2 separate regions of the Mus musculus genome follow, and region 1 is linked to region 2. A link is a contact called in public Micro-C data. All regions are on one chromosome and are shown on one strand. Each heading gives the region's core, a stretch centred on a gene start, on an enhancer-like site or on the middle of the called end of the contact. The rest is flanking DNA. Distances are from core to core; before and after follow the strand shown.

Region 1 (7,010 bases), core at 3,327-5,826, 80 kb before region 2:
CTCTACATGTATGGCGCATACACTTACCTCGCCGCCACCACATACAGACACAACATAACTAAATAAACGTAATAAAATTTTAATAAGAAGATGACCCAAAGCTCCAGGCAAACACCCTTTAGCTCCCCTGAGTGCCTGTTCTAACTTTGAGCAACTATGACACGTGGAAATTCATTTATCTACCCCGAATCATTCTATTTTTGCTTTAGGTAATACTTGTTTCCATCTGGGGTCCAAATGGTAGTGAGTTTAGCTGTCCCCCTGGGAAAAGCCCTGAGAGACTGTGCAACCCCACTACTCCCTTTCACTCCCCCTCCTCCATACTAGGGAGCCACAGCCTACAGCTCCCTCCTGTGGAATAATCTTAAGCCCTCCTCGTCTTGCTCTGCCCTCACCACACTCCAGGTAGAATAATTTGATATAGATCCTTGAACATGTAATGTCAGGACAGGATGCATTCTCCCAGACATGTCCTTTGCAGAGCTCCATGGTGCGGACCCACACCTCCTGCAAAGCAAATGGCATCTTTCAGTTCTCACTAAATCCATTGTCCTTGTTGGAATCAGAAAAAGGAGGATATGGAAGGCTTATTGTTTGATGAATCAATTTATAGGACGCCTATATCTGCTTTCTCCATCCATACTGCTCTTCTGAAGGTCCTGAGTTCAAATCCCAGTAACCACACGGGATACTCACAACCCCCCATAATGAGCTCTGACACCCTCTTCTGGTGTGTATAAAATCAGCAACAGTGTACTTATGTACAATAATAAATAAATATTTGGGCTGGAGCAAGCAGGGACTGAGAGAGCAGGGCCGACTGGAGCAAGCGGGGTTGACCAGAGCAAGCAGAGGTCCTAAAATTTCGATTCCCAACAACCACATGAAGGCTCACAACCATCTGTACAGCTACAGTATGTATTCATATACACAAAATAAATAAATAAATCTTTAGAAAGAAAGAAAGAAAGAAAGAAAGAAAGAAAGAAAGAAAGAAAGAAAGAAAGAAAGAGGGAGGGAGGGAGGGAGGGAGGGGGAGGGAGGGAGGGAGGGGGAGGGAGGGAGGGAGGGAGGGAGGGAGGGAGGGAGGGAGGGAGGGAGGGAGGGGAGAGGAAAGAGAGAGAAGGAGGGAGAGAGGAAAGGAGAGAGAGAAGAAGAAGAAGAAGAAGAAGAAGAAGAAGAAGAAGAAGAAGAAGAAGAAGAAGAAGAAGAAGAAGAAAAAGAGAAGAAAATTTGAAGGTGAAAAGGGTAAATTAGATTCAGAGTGGGAAACTGGTTCAGTCCAGGTCCAGACGGACAAGTGGATGGGTAGACAGTAGAGTATTCTCCATGAACTGCAATGGGAAAAAAAAAAAAACTACATATTGGAGCCATCAGTCCTTGAATGCACACTGGATATCAGATGATATCAGATGGGCCACACCATCCCAGAATGGGGTGCCCATCACTTTAAAAAATAATAATAATAATAAATATGAAGAAAGAAAGAAAGAAAGAAAGAAAGAAAGAAAGAAAGAAAGAAAGATCCATGTGTGCAGCTTTTCTTATTCCTAAGGAGTCCAGTTTAACCACACCACACTGTTTATATTAATGAAGTAACGTAAGGAAAGCTCCTAACCATGGGGCCACACTTCACCAGCCGTGCTTATGGACAGTCACACCACACACCAGAAAGAACAGAGTTTGCGGGGCTTCCGGATTGCTAGGGGTGCTGAGAAGGTGGTGTTCCTGACGAGAACAGGGAACTCCCCCAGTCCGAACACATCTCTTCACTGTGTCTGTCATTTATACGACAGTTTTATGCAGGGACGTTTATAATGAATGTGGAATTTAGGAAGTAAATTGTTTATCTGAGTTCGGGAAACTCCTCTATTAAATGGTCCAACCCAAGGAGAAGGTCATGGGAACTCCCTTAAAACCCTTCAGCTGACAGAGCAAGTGATAACCTGGACTTGGAATGTCCTCTGAAGGGAGTGGCAGTCTATAGGACTGAGCCTCCACCAAGAGAAGCAACTCTCTCCTCATGGACAGTGTCAGAGTGCTTGTACATTGCAAAACAATGACTTGGTTGCTGCAAAACCTGGAAAGTTTTGTGGCAGGAAGCAATGGCGTTTAGTCACAAATGTTTTGTGTTTTAAGAATAATGAGGCTGAAAACCGATTTTCTCTTCCTGTTCCACAGATGTTTAAATGACTGACATAGTTGTTATTTTTATAAGTAAAACAATAAGAAATGGAGAGAGTGGGGTTTCCTGATGGAAAAGATAATATTTCACTTCCCATGACAGCCTTTCTCAATGAAGAACTAGTGAGTTGTATTTCATCAAACTTCATTATTATTATTTTTTAATTAAGGCAGTGGAATATTTTTACACAGATTAGTGACAAAACAGCAAAGTATTTTATTATATACACTACATAGGATCATTAAAAGTTTTTAATCAATTAGTAGACTTTCAAACAATCTTGGAATGCACAAAATCCCTTAATTTGAAAATAATATTTAGTAGAAAACATTATAATTAAGTAGGTAAAATAATGAAACTTGGATTATATGAATGGATGAGAGGATATTTGCATGCACAAGTGAGCAAGTATCCAAGGAAGCCAGAGACATCAGATCCTCCTGTAGTCACAGGAAGTGTGAGCCATCCAACATGTGTGCTATGAACCAAGCACAGGTCCTCTGCAACATCATTACCCATACTTATGCAGTGAAACATCTCTTCTGGTATGAAAAGTGGTCCTGAATTCTCTCTCTCTCTCTCTCTCTCTCTCTCTCTCTCTCTCTCTCTCTCTCTCTGTATGTGTGTGTGTGTGTATGTGTGTGTGTGTGTGTGTGTGTATGTGTGTATGTGTGTGTGTGTGTGTATACATGTGTGTGCATGTGGATGTAAGAGATCAGCCCTGGGAATCATTCCTCAGACTCTACCCACCTTTTATTGAGATAGATGGCCCAGAATTCACCAAGCAGACTGGCTGGCCAGTGAGTCCCACCTGTCCTCAGCTCCCCAGTACTGGGTAACGAGTCCACTGTGCCTAGTTTCTCACAAGGGTTCTGAGGCTCAAACCCATATCAGTATGCTTGAAAAGCAAGCTCTATCTATTGACCCATCTCCTGAGCCCAGTAGTCATACTATCACATATCATTATCACGGTCAAAAAGTTATTCAGTGCTATGTTTTCAGTATGGTGCTTGGCAAATTATAAATATTAGATTGGATTATTGTTTATGCACACACACACACACACACACACACACACACACACACACACACACAGTTACCTCCACTACTTTTGGATGAGGAGGCTGAGCTGAGATGCCTCATTACCTGGTCCAGGCCCGCTGAACCCAAGTTGTTTCTCAGCTCTGATTCTCTGCTTTAGAAACAGCACTTTTTAAAAATGGCCACAAACTGCTTAAACAATTTACTGTTTAGAATTTGAACTTTATATTTTTATGTTCTCGTGTTCATAGCATATGTTAAAACTAGAAAGTCCTCATATTTTAGTTCTATAAAAAATAATTTATTTGTATAAATAATTAGACAGAATGACATATTTAACCTTATGACATACCAGTAGTCTTGCTGTATTCTAATATCATAGTGGATATTCAGAAATAGGGAAATTAAATTACATACCTTAGCCTAAGCCTGGGTAAAATTATCTAACTCTTCATCTAATAATTAAGGAAAATAAGAAGGGAAATTTTCTGTGTTAAAAAATGGTGCTAGCCAGGTGTGGTGGCACACGCCTTTAATCCCAGCACTTGGGAGGCAGAGGCAGGCGGATTTCTGAGTTTAAGTCCAGCTTGGTCTACAAAGTGAGTTCCAGGACAGCCAGGGCTACACAGAGAAACCCTGTCTCAAAAAAAAAAAAAAAATGGTGCTAAGTATTCTAAGTGGAAATATCCTCCTCTTAAAAATGCTTGTATATATTATTGTGTGAGAATAGCACACTTGAGTGCAGACATGTTCAGAACACATGTGGAGTTCATCAGGGTGTATCCAGCCCTTCAGGCTTCACAGAGAACATTTTCATCCATCGAGCCTTCCCAACATCGATCCTATTGTTGCATGTTGGAGTAATTCAGAATTGCGAATGCTCAAGGTAGGTTGAAATGAACCTTACTATTGACTGTTCTCATTCTCCTGCCCTTAAGAACAATTAGCCATTAGCTCATATTTTGAAATCCCTCCTATAGTTATATGAAATCCCTTTGAAGTTTCAGTTTTCTCTCTGAAAGTATATCCAACAGGGTTCATTTCTATCTATAAAGGAATCTGTTAGGAAGACCCACAGTTCTATACAGAGAAAACTGTCAGTCCTAAGGGTCCCTAACCTGAAAAGAGTGGCCCACCCATGCGCAATGACCACTAGGTGAAGGTCAAGCCCTCCCTCAGTGGAGCTGCTTGAGCTGACCTTGACCCACTTTTCCCTGAGTCCTGGTGTGAAAAGGAGGGTCCAAGTCTACTCCCTGCTGTGTGGGGGCCATCATCACGCCTCCTCGGATGCCCACAGACATGCTGACAGCTGCACCCAGCCTCAGCCCGCCACCTCTCTGAATTTGACTCTCAGCCAGGAATGTAGAAGAAAGGAGTAGTGATCTCACAACCACAGCCAAGCTCGTGACAGCCTGGCCATGCCAAAGCCCTTGTATCATGGCGAAGGCTATCCACATAATCAGTCTTGGAGATACATTTTCTTCTCTAATCTTTTCTGCCAACAGATTCAAACAGCTCAACGGCTCTTGCTGTTGCTCCTCGTTCTAATCGCCCTTCCTCACACTTCTGATACTGGGTTTGCTTAAGAGGCCCCAAAGTTATATTTCTGTCCAAAAAAGGGTAGACATCCCATCCAGGAGTGAGGCTTGTGGAGAGTCATGCCCAGAGTCCACCGGGAAAGTAATCCTAGTGAGTTTCTGTACAGGACACAAGTTGAGCTCGGACAGCAGACATCACTGTGAGCATGGGGGATCTCAGCACACAGGCCACCATCGGAGCTCATCTTGGCCATTACGGTCCAGGCAGGGTCTGATTCATCCAGATGAGCATCTGGAGAAACAACAACCTTGAATTGGATTCTGGAGGAATAACACATCTTGAATTCAAGTTTAAAAAAAAAAAGCAAGAACTGAATAATTATTGAGACACAACACTGGATGAAAATCTGTTTAAAACTCTATCCGATTACACAGACAACTGGAATATAACAATATGTACACAACAAAACTAACCAAGAGCTCTGTGCAACTTTCTTCCTTCAGCACCCAGGACAGTGATGTGGTTGGATGATAAATCCTAAAACCAAGTTCCTTGGACTTGGATCTTGACCTTGTCACTAATTTAAGCTGCACTGACTTTCTTCTAGTTCAGATTTCCTTACAAGGATTAGACCCCCCCCCTCCCTGTCTTCCAAGAGGATGAAATGTCCTATACCTTCACAGCATTGAAAGCTAGTAGCATTTAGCATGTGCTGCCTGCTTTCATCCAGTCCAAACAGTCCTGTTCAAAACCATTGAAGACTCCAAGGGCAGGCCTGATCCCTTTAGATTGGGAAAGAGTATTTTTTACCTACATAGCTAGGTTGTTGACTTTTTGAGACCACATGACCAAATTCCAACTTCATGGACATGTTAGACAAATTTAAAAGGTCACAGGGTCAATCACTAGGGCTGAATCATTGCATAATGTCCCCGGGGGTTGCCACTAAATTTTGATCACATTGCCACTGCTAAGTCATTTCTCTAGCTACCAAAGTGAAAAATGAAAGTCGGTTGTATTTTGACTCATCATGGCCTAAAAGACTCTCTCAAATCTTGGTGGCCAACCAAGGACCCAGTGACAGCTTTTACAGAAGGGTCTTTGTGGTTGAAACATTGAGCGTCCTGGTTTGTTAGAAAAGGGAGGGAAAGGGAAGGAGAGAAGGAGAGACAAGAACCTGACCTTTCCTTCTGAGAATCATAAGATCTATATGGCTGTATTTCTGAGAAAGCTGCTGAGGTGTGGGTTAAACCTGAGGTTTAACCTGGTATTCACATCACTTAGTACTTACAAGAAGGAAAAACTTTCTGTATTTTAGTCTCTATTTTGTAAAAATGAATTTGTATGCTCACACAACAAATTACCGCAGAGGGGGTTAATTAGCAACTCCAAAATGCAACATTTGTTTCCTTTTTTAAGACTGCTTTCTGTATCAGTAGAGACTATGTTCTGGTGGAAAATGAGTACTGACACCCAAGGCTGTCCTCTGCCGTCCACACCTGTGTCACCCCCTTAACAAACTCACACTCTCCAATCATGCACGCACACAAAAAATAAAATTATACTGATAAAAAGAATGCACTGGGCTCTAAGTGCCCAACTCACGTGCTACAACTAAGCAACGGAGTGCTATAACTATATTATCAGCACCTCTTCAATCAGAGAACCCGGAGTGCACAGACTTCCCCGTCAAGCACCTGCAATGAGTAGCTTTGGCCAGAGCTCTTCAAGGGATGCTCCAGCAGGCTAAAGATGGATTGTGTGTTCTATGCTTCCTACTGGCAGCAAAACCCAAGAGGTATCTAGCTCTACTGTGGCCTGTGCTCCGCTGCCCCCTGTGTCACATGATTTGAACATCTGCTTCACTGGCCAACAGCAGATCACAACCCTCCTGTCAAGTTCTAGGTGACCATGGACTTAAGCAAAACACAGCTGCAGAGGATTGGCTGGGGCCCAGAGGGCACCCAGCCCAGCAGCAGCCTCTGACCAGCACCTTTACCCGATACTTCTGTTTGATGTGATATATGAGCCTTTTTAGTAGTGTACATGTGAGGAGCAGGGTGACTCCAGTGACTACTTATGAATTTCTATGGATTACATACATTTCTTTTGCATACTTCATGAGACAAATTCTGGTTCAACAATTCTATATCTGTTTACATTATCACAAGATAGCTTTGTACCTTAGTTGTTACTAAGAGAAAATTTTGAGGTTTATGATTCCTAAAACTTTCGATGTTTAAAA
Region 2 (6,920 bases), core at 620-3,119:
ATACCCATATATACCTGCAGGTAAGACACTCAAACACATAGAATAAATTAGCCATATTTTTAACTGAAAAGACCAAAAAGCACACTTACTGTTTCTCAGACAACTACCTCTGCATTTATAAATAAATAAATAAATAAATAAATAAATAAATAAATAAATAAATAAATCACAGTAAGAAACCAAGGAGATTTAAAGACAAGAAAAACCAAGTAACGGGGAGATTAAATAGGTTGTTTGAAGTCACTTTTCTTATACCTGATCTTGCTGGGACTCCAACTCAGGAAATCCGACAGATTTCTGAGTGTACCCACCACCCACCTTGCCAAGAACAGATGGATGAACTGGCTCCAATGAAGCAAGAGATGGTTTGTCAGTTCAGTGCAGAAGCAACGAATCTAAGAGAAGATGGAGATTCTGCCTTTGAACTATCTCTAACAAAATTTCTTCCCAGCATTGAAACGCAATAGTGATGGGACTCTCCAAAACACATCTGAGACCCCCACCCCCACCCCCCGGGAGGAGGGCTGGAAGTGAGCTGCAAGCAAGCTACTGTGGAGTGCTATCACCTGAGAGGCAGGACCTGAGAAAATAGTCTCAGTATCCTCTGAAGAAAACAGAAGCTCATTTGTCAAATACATCATTTTTAAGTTGTAAACAAATAGATAAGTAGCTATATAAACCTACGCTTCTCTGCTATTCAAACTGAGGCACACAGTGGTCTCACTGCTGGTGGGAAGCAGATATGCTGCCCTCTGGAGTGCCCGGTGTGGCACTCCTCCCATCCATCAGGAGTTCCAGCCACCATTCCTTCGGGCTCTCCTGGTTGTGCACAGATTGGGTTTCATGTAGACATGCAAAAAATAAAAAAATAAAAAAAAATCTCTAAGCTTATTCGACATGAAATACAATACATTTGCCAGATAACCAGGACCCTCATATTCATCATAAATCAATTGTGTTTATCCGTAGCCAAGAAAGAACTAGAATGCGCTTTCCTCATTTGGAAATCCAATCTGCTCTTCACAGTAATTATGCTGCCTTTCGTATGAATCATGGTCTCGCACCACAGTGTCAGGGCCCGGCTCGCTCGCTCGCTTGCTCGCTCGCGGCTGTGCAGCACTGAGATGATCCTCGCACTTGGGGGTAGGATTTGGGGAGTTATTGAAGTAAATCCTTTTACTCACTAGACTTTCCCTTTTTTGTGTGTCTCATCTTCAGTCTTTTTGTTCAAATTTTACAGAAAACTTCTGAAAGCCGTCGTAAGCAGGGCAAGAGCACCCTCACCAATCCCCCGGAAGCCACGGAACTACACTCAAGATGGGCGAGGGCTCTCCCCTTGCTCTCATCCTGGCTTTCCCTCAGGAGTCACCACACAGCCAGCTCCCTCTTTTATTTATCCTTTCCACACAGTTATGTTACAATGATGTGCTGAGACTCTCTCCAGTGTAAGAGTCTTCATAGCCAGGCATTGTCCAAATGCACACAAACAAACGTGAGTTGTTCTCTGTGCATCCTCTGTAGAAAGCATAGAGAGAGGTGGGGGTCTGAGGCCCAGCCATCTTTAGTGACATATATTGCTGAAAAGTAAGACTGTAAACGGGAAGCCATGTCTATTTGAGACCTTCTGGAACGTGAGGCGTGGGGGCTTGACCTTATAACCCACTGCCCTTCATGCAGTTAACTGCCCAATTGCCAGAGGAAACCCGTGAACCCAAAACGACAAAAAGGGTCATCTGAGAGGGCGCACCACCAGGTGGGATGTGAGGAAATAGGAACCCAGGAGCCACTGTGGACACCATTATTATGTGTGTGGACACATAGAACATAGTAACAAAAGGAGGGACTTACCACTGTGGCCACAAGTAGACTTTTGCACCGTTGGTGACTGGTGTTAGTTCTCTGGTCCTCTGCGTAAGGCCCTTCACTGGGCAGTCTGTGTATTTGTAAGATGGTTGGGCTTTGCTGTTGCTGTTGCTATTGTTATTGTTGTTGTTGTGTTTTACTTTGTTTGCTTTACCTTTGTGAACAGCAGATGTCCTCAAATGGACTACACCGTGTCCCCTTCCCCCACCAGAAGTTTCTAGAATGGAGCTTTCCTGACACCTAGTGGCCAGATGAGGAATCCCTGATTTCCTTATAAGTAGTTTAATTTAGAAAGTATATTTACATCCCAAATGAAATTTTAGAACATTGCTTCACAGTTTACCACTGATCCCCTGTGAGCTGCTGGCTTGTGGGTTAAATGCAATTCTACTCCTATATTGCTTAGAATTTTAAAGTAAAATTGCTATCAACTGCGGCTAGTTCTGGGTGCATGCAAGCTCACATTACTGTGCTTCCCTCCTGTAATAGTAACTAAGCTTAAGATAAAATACCAAAGGCTAAATTACACATGAGTCTCAAATGAGAGCCTGTGTAAATTAATAAAAACTTTGCATTGTCTCAGATAAATTACAGTGAAGGTACTCTGCATACCACCAAAGGAAAAAGATAAACACTAAACTAGCTACAAAACCTACAGATCTACAGTTGTGTCCTCATAAGAATGCTAGAGAAATGGCAGCACACAGCATGTGGGAATATAACCAAACAATATCTGATTTGACTGAAGGCCCACTCCATGGGATGGAGCCTATGCCGCCATACCTAGCACTGTTTAGGTAACCAAGAACCTAAGACTAGATGATCCAGGGACCTGAGGCAAAACCAAATACTACTGCTCTGTGGAACCACAACTACAACAAAATATAGCAATGAAATGACTCCTGGTGACATTTTGCTGTACGTGTACATTAATGTGTTGCCCAGTCAACATCAGAGAAGTTTCCCCCTGCATCAGATAGGCACAAATACATACACCCACAACCAGACATTATGGAGAATGAAAGATCTCAGAACACTCAGCCCTAAACGAGAGATCTCCATCAAAACTCTCCCCCTCTAGAGTCATCAGAAGAGGAAGCAGAAAGAATGTAAGCACCAGAGGGGATGGAGGACACCAAGCAAACAAGACCCTGTAAATCAACACGAGGAAAGCTCATAGGAACTCACAGAGACTAAGACAGCATGCACAAGACCTGTACAGGACTGCACCAGTCAGGGTCCTCAGCCTGTGTAGTACTACATAACTAGCAATGTATAAACAACATGTATACACACAACATATATACATACATACACATACATATACACATACATACACATACATACATACACACATACATGCATGCACACATGCATACATATATATACACATACATGCATACATACATACATACATGGATGCATACATATACACATACATATACATACATGCATATATACACACATGCATACACACATACATACACATATATACATGCATGCATACACACATACATACATACACACATGCATACATACACATATGCATACATACACATGCATGCATACATATACACATACATATGCATGCACATATACACACATGCATGCATACATACGTGCACACATACATGTAAAACAATGAAAAGGAAAGTTCATGTGAGTCATACAGAGGACTTCCAACAAGTTTCCCCTTTGAGGGAACAGGGAAAGAAAAGGTGTCTATGAAAATTATTGCAACCTAGAATAGAACCTGCTCTTCCTACATCAGAAAAATAATATGCAGGCGTCGTGGTGTTTATCTGGGATCCCAGCACTCAGGAGGCTGAAGAAGAATGATGGGTTCTAAGCCAACCTAGGCTACACAGTAAGCTCAGCAACCAAAGCTCACAGCAAGATCCTGTCTCAAAAGAAAAACAAAGTAGAATAGCTTTTCTAGAAGAAATGAAAACTAATGAGGCTGGTAGGTTAGGTGTCCTGACATAGCAATATGCCTTAAGGCTCTGCCAAGATCACATAAAAGGGAGACGTGGTAGGATATCAAAGTGAAAAGACTGGATCAGTCAGTGATGGACAGAGGAGGGGAACAACTCAGTGGTGCCTTGGTGAACTTTCTATTGCTGTGACAAGACACTGTAACCAAGGAAACTGATAAAAGAAAGCATTTAATTTGGAGCCCGTGGTCCTGAAGGGTTACAATCAATAACTATTATGTCGGGGAGCATGGCAGCAGTAGGCAGTCAGTCATGGCTCTGGAACCATAGCTGAAAGACGGGGGGGGGGGGGGGGCAGGGAGAGGGAGAGGGAGAGGGAGAGGGAGAGGGAGAGGGAGAGGGAGAGGGAGAGGGAGAGGGAGAGGGAGAGGGAGAGGGAGAGGGAGAGGGAGAGGGAGAGGGAGAGGGAGAGGGAGAGAGATCACCTGCCCCAGTAGACCATCTCCTCCAACAAGGGCACATCTCCTAATCCTTCCCAAACAGTTCCACCAACTAGGAACCAAGTCCTCAAATATATCTACAAGGTCCATTATCATTCAAACCAACACAAGTAGCTTCTGAGAAAAGTGTTTGAGATGCTGCTGTAGATGCTTAGGCCAGAGAGAAACTTGAAAATTCAGAATTATGACCAATCAGCACAGTCAAAGATGCATTCCAGTGAGATTATGCTGGTGTAACAAACAGATTTAAAGTTGAGCGGGCCAAGGCTGCTGCATCTACATTTCACAGGATCCTTAAATCACATTTGTAAAATCTCCTCATGTTCCTCGACCCCAGGACATTTTATTCTTTTGCATGGATGAAGCTGAATACATATATACCTTTTTTTGTTCTTTAGAAATATCTTAAGACCCAAGTCAGGAATATCATATAATTTTTGTAACAATATACAACACAAATGCTCATAGCCTCGAAGAAGACTGGGATATGTCTGTTGTCTTTAGTTTGCCTGCGTTATAACTAGATTGTTATGGAATAATTATTTTTCTATTACGGAATTTTCAAATAATCTCTATCAACTTGCAATTCTCTGCTTTCATTTTTATTCACAGGTTCATGATTATACTTCGCATACACTCCAAGAAAGCATCAATTTAGAAAGGAATATATTTCATATGTACATTTATAATCCCCACAATTTACTCACAGGATCTAATACACAGTCAAAAATCCAGTTTTCCTTCAGTAAATTACTCTTGTTACCCAGCAGGTTAAAGGACTTCACTAGCCATTCCCCTAGTGATAGATAAAGCAGTGACTCCCAACAGGAAGAGGCACCATCACTCTACAGAACCAAAATGCGGACACGGAACACACAGCTGCGGGGTGGCTTCTACACCCTTATATTTATCAGGCTTTATATATCTTCAAAGATCTGTGAGAAACAGTCATTAAAATCACAGATTGTCCTGCTAGCTAAGCATTTATTCTGCAAGGAAAGAGAACCAGTTTAAACAAGCCTTAATTATACAGAACACTCAGGATGAAATGTGTTAATTCTACCTGGCATCTAGCTGTTCGTCAAATCCATTCAGATAAGTTATGTGCACAAGCTCTTGTAGACAAAAAAAAAAAAAAAAAAAAAAAAAAAAAAAAAAACACCTTAAGTGTACTTAAGCCTCACAAACAGAATCTTGTCAGAATATTGTATTACAGGAAAGAAGCTAATTTTCCAAATTATACAATATGGAGGAACCTATAAAAAATTTTTATTGTCTTGACCACTTTAAATACTGAAACATAATTTTAAATAGTACTGATTAAATTTAATGAAATAAGTTTAACATTAACAATTACTTCCTTTTTAAGCATGTATTTAATTTAGCCGGGGAAAGACTGGAAGCATTGTACTCCAGATTCTAAAGACCACAGGTGCCAATCCAAACGCCTTTACCTATGAAAACTTACCTGCAAAAGTTTGAGGAAAAAGAAAAGCTTTTCACACAGTACAAACAGGCTAAAAGAACTCACGTACACAAAACCCACCCTGCAGAGAATGTTAGAAGCAATACTTCAGGCTGAATGAAGGAATAATCATAGCCCGGAAACTACAGAAAGAAACAAATGAAACTGTAATAATTGAAATACAGAACAAAAGTTAGAAAACAAACAGCAAGAAAGCCACAAGATGATAACAATCAGTACATGCCTCTCAAGGATAACTTTAAATATTAAAGGCCCCAGTTCCCCAATCAAAAAAAGCACAGGCTAGTTGAGTGGTTTAAGAAGAACAATCCATCTTTTTTCTATCTAAAAAAGGCATGCCTTACCTTAAAAGTGAAAGGATGGATAAAGTCTTCCAAGAAGATAGGACCAGGGATTAATCTTGTCACTATCCTGATACCTGACAAAACAGAGCTCACACCAAAATTAATCAGAAAAGATAAAGAAAGGAACTTCATTCTATTCAAGCAACAAATGTCCAAGAAGACATTACCCTACACATAGATGCACCAAATCTTATACCAAATTTCATTAAAAGCATCCTACTGGATTTCCTGCCACAGAAGAACTCAAACTCACTTTCTTCTATGGACAGGTCATCTAACAAAGACTAAGTAGAGAAATAATCAGAACCAATTTACCTCATATGTCAAGTGGACCTAATAAATATCTACAAAAATTTCTACTCAAACACCAAACAATCTCCTCAACTCAGGAGACCACAAAATTTTCTCCAAAATAGACCCAAAATATCGCAACAAATACAGAGAAACTGAAATGACTTCACATTTTAATAAAGCTCAAAATCAGTAGCAAAAGAATTTTTCTCAAATATACTGGTTCATGAATATTAAACAACACACTACTCAGTGGGTCAAAGAAATCAAGAAGAAAATTTTAAATTCCCAAAAATGAAAACACACCCAAATCTCTGGGACACATTAAAAGCAGTCCAAAAAGGAAAATCTATAGCCCTTACATGCTATTTAGAAAGCCAGAAAGAACACAAATAAAAGGCTTAATGATGTACCTCAAGAGTTTGGTACTACAAGAAGGAAACAAGTCCAAGTGCAGGAGACAGAAGGAAAAACAAGGGCAGAAAATGATGAAAGAGAAACG

Evidence for each region. A called contact is a pair of places that touch in the nucleus more often than the background predicts.
Region 1: a Micro-C map of muscle stem cells shows a contact between it and region 2, with 4 times the contacts expected there. The contact joins two enhancer-like sites. A contact is called at or near these places in 17 of 484 Hi-C or Micro-C datasets (the AtT-20 cell line, the C2C12 cell line, the HPC-7 cell line and 10 more).

Annotation. Positions count from the first base shown.
Region 1 is chr3:128,080,192-128,087,201 of GRCm38.p6, reverse strand. No RefSeq gene overlaps it. Among named protein-coding and RNA genes, the nearest start is that of Gm35667, 110 kb to the right of the region's middle. Within about 2 kb of position 4,576, at least 4 of the 459 cell types and tissues checked have an H3K27ac peak or open chromatin away from gene starts, as enhancers often do. A contact at or near this core is called in muscle stem cells, where this site is marked.
Region 2 is chr3:127,997,255-128,004,174 of GRCm38.p6, reverse strand. No RefSeq gene overlaps it. Among named protein-coding and RNA genes, the nearest start is that of Gm35667, 30 kb to the right of the region's middle. Within about 2 kb of position 1,869, at least 6 of the 459 cell types and tissues checked have an H3K27ac peak or open chromatin away from gene starts, as enhancers often do. A contact at or near this core is called in muscle stem cells, where this site is marked.